Regions from separate parts of the Sus scrofa genome. Here region 1 is linked to region 2. A link is a contact called in public Hi-C data. All regions are on one chromosome and are shown on one strand. Each heading gives the region's core, a stretch centred on a gene start, on an enhancer-like site or on the middle of the called end of the contact. The rest is flanking DNA. Distances are from core to core; before and after follow the strand shown. Region 1 holds the start of ZNF599 (zinc finger protein 599). Region 2 holds the start of ZNF181 (zinc finger protein 181).

The links. Hi-C and Micro-C count contacts between places; a contact is called where the count stands out from the background.
Region 1: a contact with region 2 is called in a Hi-C map of skeletal muscle, with 5 times the contacts expected there. The contact joins the promoter of ZNF599 here to the promoter of ZNF181 in region 2. A contact is called at or near these places in 4 of 47 Hi-C or Micro-C datasets (fetal heart ventricle, heart right ventricle, retroperitoneal adipose tissue and 1 more) and 2 of 2 datasets of contacts at active chromatin or transcription factors (alveolar macrophages and skeletal muscle).

What each region holds. Positions count from the first base shown.
Region 1 is chr6:44,387,297-44,390,769 of Sscrofa11.1, forward strand. It overlaps ZNF599 (zinc finger protein 599), which reads right to left and starts at 1,486. Exons shown (of 4, transcript XM_021097155.1): 1 at 1,404-1,486.
Region 2 is chr6:44,344,196-44,347,929 of Sscrofa11.1, forward strand. ZNF181 (zinc finger protein 181) reads left to right here and starts at 1,308. Exons shown (of 5, transcript NM_001244818.1): 1 at 1,308-1,527; 2 at 2,141-2,212. The coding sequence starts at 2,204.

The DNA.
Region 1 (3,473 bases), core at 236-2,735, 43 kb after region 2:
TTGACAAGAAACTAAATAAATGAGCAAGATAAAGTCATACGTCCCTAAGTGCTTGGAAAAAAACCCAAAAGACAGTGAGATGCCTACAAAGACTAGGGGAAGGGCAACCAGGCAGCCCTCTCTGAGCAGACACTGGAATAAGGCTGGAATAAAGTTAGGGAGCAAGGCAGGTGAGGAAATGTGGATAAATAAGAGAAGTCCTGAAGGTGATCAGAGCTATGATGAAAGCAAACAGGGTGCCATGCTGAAGAGCAGCTTTGGGCCTCTCCATGTGTTTACATCCCACAAGACACACATTCCCGTGCAGTCATCAATAAATATTGCAGTGGACTGTAACAAATTCACTTTTCAAAGATAAGTAAATGTGTTAGGATAATGGATTCACTGCTGTGGCAAGTCAACTTTACCTGTGCTGCCCAAATGGCAGTGGCAAAGAGAAATCCAGTGACTGCCCTGTCTTCAGGCCTCTCCAGGGAACTTCTATTCTTATTAAAAGAGCAGCAATTTAAAAAACGCTGCTCCCGCCTCACCTCTGCTAGAGGCTCTCTCATCCTTTCTCCCAGCTTTGAGCTGGGTTGAGGCCTGAGGGTCAGACTCTGCCTGGGGTGAGCCTAACATAATAGCAGGACTAGGAGAGTCCCTGTCTGGAAACCACATACAGAATAAGGCTCTCTGGGTCATGCTCAACACTGAAGGGCACATATGTGTCCTCTGCAGTTCCCTCAACCGAGAGAAAAAAATTGTTAATATTCCGATTTTGGCCCCGAGGGAAGAGAAGCCAAAGGCAGTGAATCGACAAGCTCAAGGTTAGAGCCAGAAATGGATGCCCCCCTTATCCCTGGCCTGGATTCAGAACGCTGGGTTGGACGTGATTTGCACAGCCGTGTCCACACCCCGTTCTCACAGGACCTCTAGATTCAAGAATATGAAGAGGGAAAAGCGAAGAATCCCGGGATTCTCTATATCATGGAGAGTGGAATTGTACATAGGCGACCCCTGCGCACGTGAGCCTGCGAGACCTTCCACTCACCAGCGCTGGCGCCGCCATGGGGCCCAGTGGGCAAAGCGGAACGGCGAGAGGCAGCGACAAAAGCCGGTCCACGACCTCTCAGACCAGCCCTGGTCGCGGCGGGGGGGGGGGGGGGACCGGCACCCGAGTCTCCGCGATGTAGAATGCGCGCAAGCCCCAGGGGGCCGCCTCCCAGAGCTGCAGAGACCGAGGGGTGGGGCGAGGCTCGGAGTGCGCACGGCGGACAACCCCGTTCCAGGCGGAGTCACGGCTCATACAAAAGCGTGGTGGTGGGTCTTACTCTCCTCACTGTCCTTTGCTCAGTCTCGGAGACCTTTTTCTGAGAAGCGGCCACTGCCCTGTGCTTCAGCCAGAAACGCCGGTAACAACAGACCTGCCACTTCCAAAAGACGCCCTGAGGCCGGAGACTAGAAGTTCAGCCCAAGCTGCCGCAGGCAACGCCCCCCTCCGTTTGCCGTCATTGGCTCAGCGCCCGCAGCCGACCTTGGAGGCGCTTCTGGGTAATGTAGTTTCAGATTGCATCCTGGTGAGCGGAGGCGCTCACTTCCTGAATTCTGAGAAATGGAGCCCAAAGGTTCTAAAGAGTGGACGTGGCTTCGCTACCTCTTAAAAGGAAGGCGCACAGATTTCCGTGGCCCTTCGGACAATGCTCTTTACTTAAGGGTCCCTAAGACGTGATCCATGCTTTGTCCACTCCCTCCGCCCCGCAAAAAAACCCCCTAAGCTCAAAAGGGAAAAAAATGGTAAATGAGCCTTTATCAATTTTAAAGAAAGTTGTTCTCTGAAAGTGTTTTGAACTGAATGGAAATGAAAACACAATATATCAAAATTTGTGGGAGGCAACTAAAATAGAATTTAAAGGGAAATGTATAACATTAAACAGATATTAAAAAAGGGAAGGTCTCAAATCGTGGATCTCTGTTTCCATATTAAAAAATCAGAAAAAGAAGACAAACAGAGAAATCAGGAAAAGGATTTAATAAAGATCAAAATGGAAACCAGTGTGTGTGTGGGGGAACCTAGAAAAAATCATTAAAACCAAAAGCCTTAAGATCAATAAAATTGAGAAGTTCTTGCGGTGGCTCAGCGGTAAGGAGCCCGAGTAGTATCCATGAGGATGCAGGTTGATCCCTTGTCTCACTGGGTTAAAGATCCGGTACTGCTTGTGAGCTGTAGTGTGGTCATGGACGTGTCTCGGATCCCCCCGTTGCTATGGCTGTGGGGTAGGTCGGCAGCTACAGCTCTGATTCGAGCCCTGCCCTGGGAACTTACAGATGCTGCAGGTATAGCCCTAAAACAAAACAACAAAATCAATAAAATTGATAAACCTCTAGACAAATTTTATCAAGAGAGAATACACAAATTATGAAATCAAGAATCAGGACTAGACGCAACCACAGATTTTATGGATATTAAAGTTAATAAGGGAATATCATGAGCTTTGTTATGGCACTAATTGAAAAACTAAAGTGAAATGAAACAATTTCCTTAAAGATGCAAACAATGAAAGCTCAGTTAAGAAAAAAAGTAGATAATATATTTAGTCCTGTATTTTAGAAATTAAATTTCTATTTAGAAACATTCTCACAAAGCAAATTGCAGGCTTAAATGGTTTCACTGTGAGTTCTACCAAACACTTAAGGAAGAAGTAATAGCAATTCTACACAAACTTTTCCAAAAGGTGGAAGAGTAGGTAGTATTTACCCAATATATTCTGTGGACTTAGCTTTATGTTGATATCTCAACCAGACTAAAGCATTACAAGAAAAATTCAGTCCAACATTCCTTATGAATATACATGCAGGAATTCCAATAATATTTTAGCAAATCAAATACAGGAATATATAAAAGGATCATGCATCATGACAAAGATGGGTTTATTTCAGAAATATAAGGTTTGCTTGATATTTGAAAACCAATTGTCAGGTTCTTAACCCGCTGAGCAGCAAAAGGAACTCTGAACCTAGTCTTGATGTCATGCGGTGCTTCAACTCCTGTTTAGTGATGGTAGACGCCCCCATCCGAGGAGGGAGTGGCCAAGCCAGATGGGATCCATTGGGCTGACTTCAAGACTAAGGACTCTTGGTCCCCTATATGCAGGGCTTCAGGGTGGCAGTTGTCAGGGCTGGTAGAGGAGTGCATTACTTGGAGTAGTGTATACAGCTCAGCCCTAGAACCCATATGCTGGGAAAGTGGGGATGGACTCTGCTCCAGCTGTGGGAATAACAGCTACCTCTGGGGAGAAGGGGATAGGCAGGAATCAGCTCAGGTCCCCAGGGTCCATGAGAAGCCTCCCGCCCAGTGAAGCTCTAAGTACAGTGTTGTCCAGTATCATTTCACAGTTCAGGATTCTCTCGGCCTCATCAAACAGTCCTCAGTTCCCCAGGGAAAATTAAACAGTGATAGCCTCAAAGGTCACACAGTGTGAGGGCAGCTGATTCCA
Region 2 (3,734 bases), core at 58-2,557:
AATCTTTCCTCGTTTACAGGTCCAAGACTTATGAAGAATCCGGCTGATGCCACAATGCTTTGAAAAACTACTGCTGCTATAGGGACTAAGTAACACAGTGACAATATACCAAGGTGAAAACATTGCCTGGTGAATCTTTTTTTTTTTTTGGGTCTTTTTAGGGCTGCACTCGCTGCATATGGAGATTCCCAGGCTAGGGGTCAAATCTGACCTGTAGCTGCTGGGCTACACCACAGTCAGGGCAAAGTAGGATCCCAGCCACGTTTGTGACCTACAGCTCACGGTAAAGCTGGATCCTTAACCCAGTGGGAGAGGCCAGGGATCCAACCTGCGTCCTCATGGGTACTAGTCAGATTCCTTTCTGCTGAGCCATGACAGAAACTCCTGCCTGGTGAAATCTTATTGCATATAAGCACTTGACATATTTCATAATGATACTACTTATAATTTTTAAAAATAAGTACAATTGTAATTTTAAAAAAATGAAAGTGAAGGCAACAACACAAATTTACACCAACAGTAGACTGCTCTGGTCTTTGACACACCTTTGCCCAGCGCCCGAGTGGGTGGGCTGGGCAAACTCAGAGACTAAGCGCTCCGGGGACTGCGGAGGGTCATAGGTGTGGTTCTTCCCAGAATTGAGGGTCTTTGTTCTCAAAGCCCTCACTCAAGTCCGATATTCTTGAGTCCTTCGAGGACATGGAACACACATCAGACAGCAATCAGTGTCCTGGAGACGGCCTGCAGCAGGAACTTCCCAGAAGTATGGTTGGTCCGCGGACAATTACTGTCAGCCCGGGCACAGGGTATTTTGGGAAATACAGTCCTCGGCAAGTGGGAGCCAAATATTCAAGGCCTATACGAGCAGGACAGTGTGGCAGCAGGACTTTGGAAGAGAGGAGCCTTTCCGCTGGTAGAGGCCAGTTCTTGTCCTGCACGAACAAGTCTCCCTTTGCCCGGTGCGAGCAGACAAAAGACCCAAAAGACGTTTAACGGCCCCATAATTTTCTGGGAAGCGTAGTTTCGCGGTCCAGGCGCCACTGTCCTCACAACGCAAGCAGACGGCTGCCGTTGGTTCTGGGAAGCGGACTTCGCCAGAGAAGACTGTTGCCCTCTCGGTACTTCGCGGATGTTTCTCGCGGACCGCCCCGCAAGCCCCCTTTCAGGAGGGCCGGGTATTTTCCACAAAGCCCAGGCCGGGGATCTCGCGGTGCGTCGAGATCGCGCGGCCGCGGAGCCTTCTGGGAAGTGTGGTTTTTCCGTAGGCGACCATATGAGGCAAAGGCAACTTTTGTCCCTGACGCGGAGGAGTCTGACAAGTGCATCCCGGCTGTGGGCTTTGCCCTTGGTCTGCCCTGCAGCGGAGTTCTCCGTCCTGGAATCAGGGAGGACTCTGGGCTGTGCCGGTCCAGCGAGGCGGTCCGCCATTGTCCGCTCGCAGCGACCGGGAGAGTCAGGTACGCGGAGGTGCCGGCTCAGGACGGTCGCATCCCGCTTCCGGGCCAGTGAGGTCAGCCGAGCAGTCAGGCAAGTGTGGATCCGGGAAGGGCGGCCCGCGGGCCTCGGCCTCACGCCTCCCCGGCTTTGGGCACGGCTGCCACGACCATACTGGTCTCCGAGTCTGCCTCGCGGTGTGAGCCCAGGCAGACCCCCCCTCCCCAGCTTCTCTGGGCCTCTGTGTCCTGCCTTGTGAAAGGGGAGGAGGGAAGGCGCTTACCTCTTGGAGCTGTTGTGAGAAGGAAATGGGAAAGTGAAAGAAATCGCCATCTACAGTTTTTTTTTAATCCAACGTGTAAACCTTGAACAAATTGTTTCTATATGGCCGAGTTTGTTTTCTCATCATTTAAAACAAGAAATCTGGAATAATGTCAGTGCCCACCCTGCATAGTAGTGAAAATCGAACGAGCTCTTATTTAATGTTATTATTACTGTTGTTTTATGCGTCCTTCACTTTTGTGTATAATAGTTGATTTACACGCAGATAGAACGTGTACCAAAGAACACCCTGTTAATTCAGGGAAAGGTTGGAGCCCTGGAAAGTGGTTCCCAGTGTGATTTTTCCATGGAAGCATGTCCAGAACTGCAAGATAAGCGTAATACTTCATGACTGCTTTTTCCTGTTCTTGATCTGCCTTCTCAGGCACTGACCTGCTGTAAGAAGAGAGCCTGGAAAGAGGACTGTGTTGACTTGGAATTTGCAGTCATGTTTCAGGTAAGTTGATGTGTCCTCAAATGTTCCTGAAACATCTTGTTATCAGGACTCTTGAGTGCTCTGTGTCTCCTACCAGATCCCATCTCACAAAGTCCATTTCGGGACTGGATCTATGATTCCTTTCATTATAGGGAAGGATGGAATCCACAGAACTACAAAGTACTGTCTTCTCTCAGTGCCCCTCTTTTCTACCAGTTTTCTCTCTGAAGAGTCTTGGGCAAAACTTTTTTTTTTAAACAATTTAAAATTCAAGTTTGAAAGGTTAGATTATTTGCTTTACGGTGGTCGAAACTGTATCCTGTGGTCTCAGTTAATGGTATATATCAGTCCTTTCAGCTGTTCAAGTCAAATGTTTGGAGTCATCCTTGATACCTCCCTTTCTCTTATAACTGTCATTCAGACACTAGTTGGATCTAAAATATACACAGAATATCTACACAGTCTGACCACTGGTTACTCAATGACTGCCACCACCGCTGCCACCCTAGTCCAAGTACCTAGATTATTGCAGTAGTCACCTTATTGGATTCCTTGCTTCTGCCCTTGACTTTCTTCAGTCTCTTCTCAATACTGCTGTCATTCCTTAGCTTAAAACTCTTCAGTGGCCCAAACTTAGAATAGAAGTCAGAGTTGTATGGTGGCGTAAAAATCTTTGTACAGCTAGGCTCTCTTATTGTTTCTCTGATCTCATCTTTCTTCTCTGTCTCTTTGTTCCCTGATGGCTGCTACCTCCAGGCCTTGGAAGTTGCTGTACCATCTGCTTGGACTATTTTTTTCCCTAGAAGAACTTGCATTCTTACCTCCTTTGTATCCTTGCTCAGTGGTTACTTTCTTGATAAAGCTTCCCTGAACATCTGTTTTAAATTGCAGTTGCCTTCTCTTGACTATCACTTCCACTCCTCTAGAACTGTGTTGTTTTTCATAGCATTTATCACTCACTAGCTGATACACTGTATGTTTAGTATGTGCATTTGCTCATTGTTTGTCCCCTCCCAGTGGAAGGGATATTTTTTCTTTTTTGTTGACTGTTTCATCTTCAGTATTTGGAGTGTTATCTGTCATAAAACAGATACTTATAGTTTTTGAGAGAAGGAGTGGTAAAAAATGGCGGGGGCAGGGAATTCCCACTCTGGTGAAGTGGGTTAAAGATCCAGTGTTGCCACGGCTGTGGTGTAGATCAGAGCTGCGACTTGGATTTGACCCCTGGCCTGGGAACTTCCATATGCAGTGAGTGCAGCTGAAAAAGGAAAAAAAAAAAAAAAATCATAGTGCAGAATCATGGGGTAGAAGTGAGGCCTGCACAGAAGGCATGGGGTGGATATGCAGAGTCAGAGTGCTGGGCAAAGCCTGTTTCTTGGGGATATTAGATAATTAGAATTTTAAAAACTTTTTTTTTTAAAGTAAAAACTGGGAGTTCCCGTCGTGGCGCAGTGGTTAACGAATCTGACTAGGAACCATGAGGTTGAGGGTTCGATCCCTGGCCTTGCTCAGTGGGTTAAGGATCCGGCGTTGCCATGAGCTG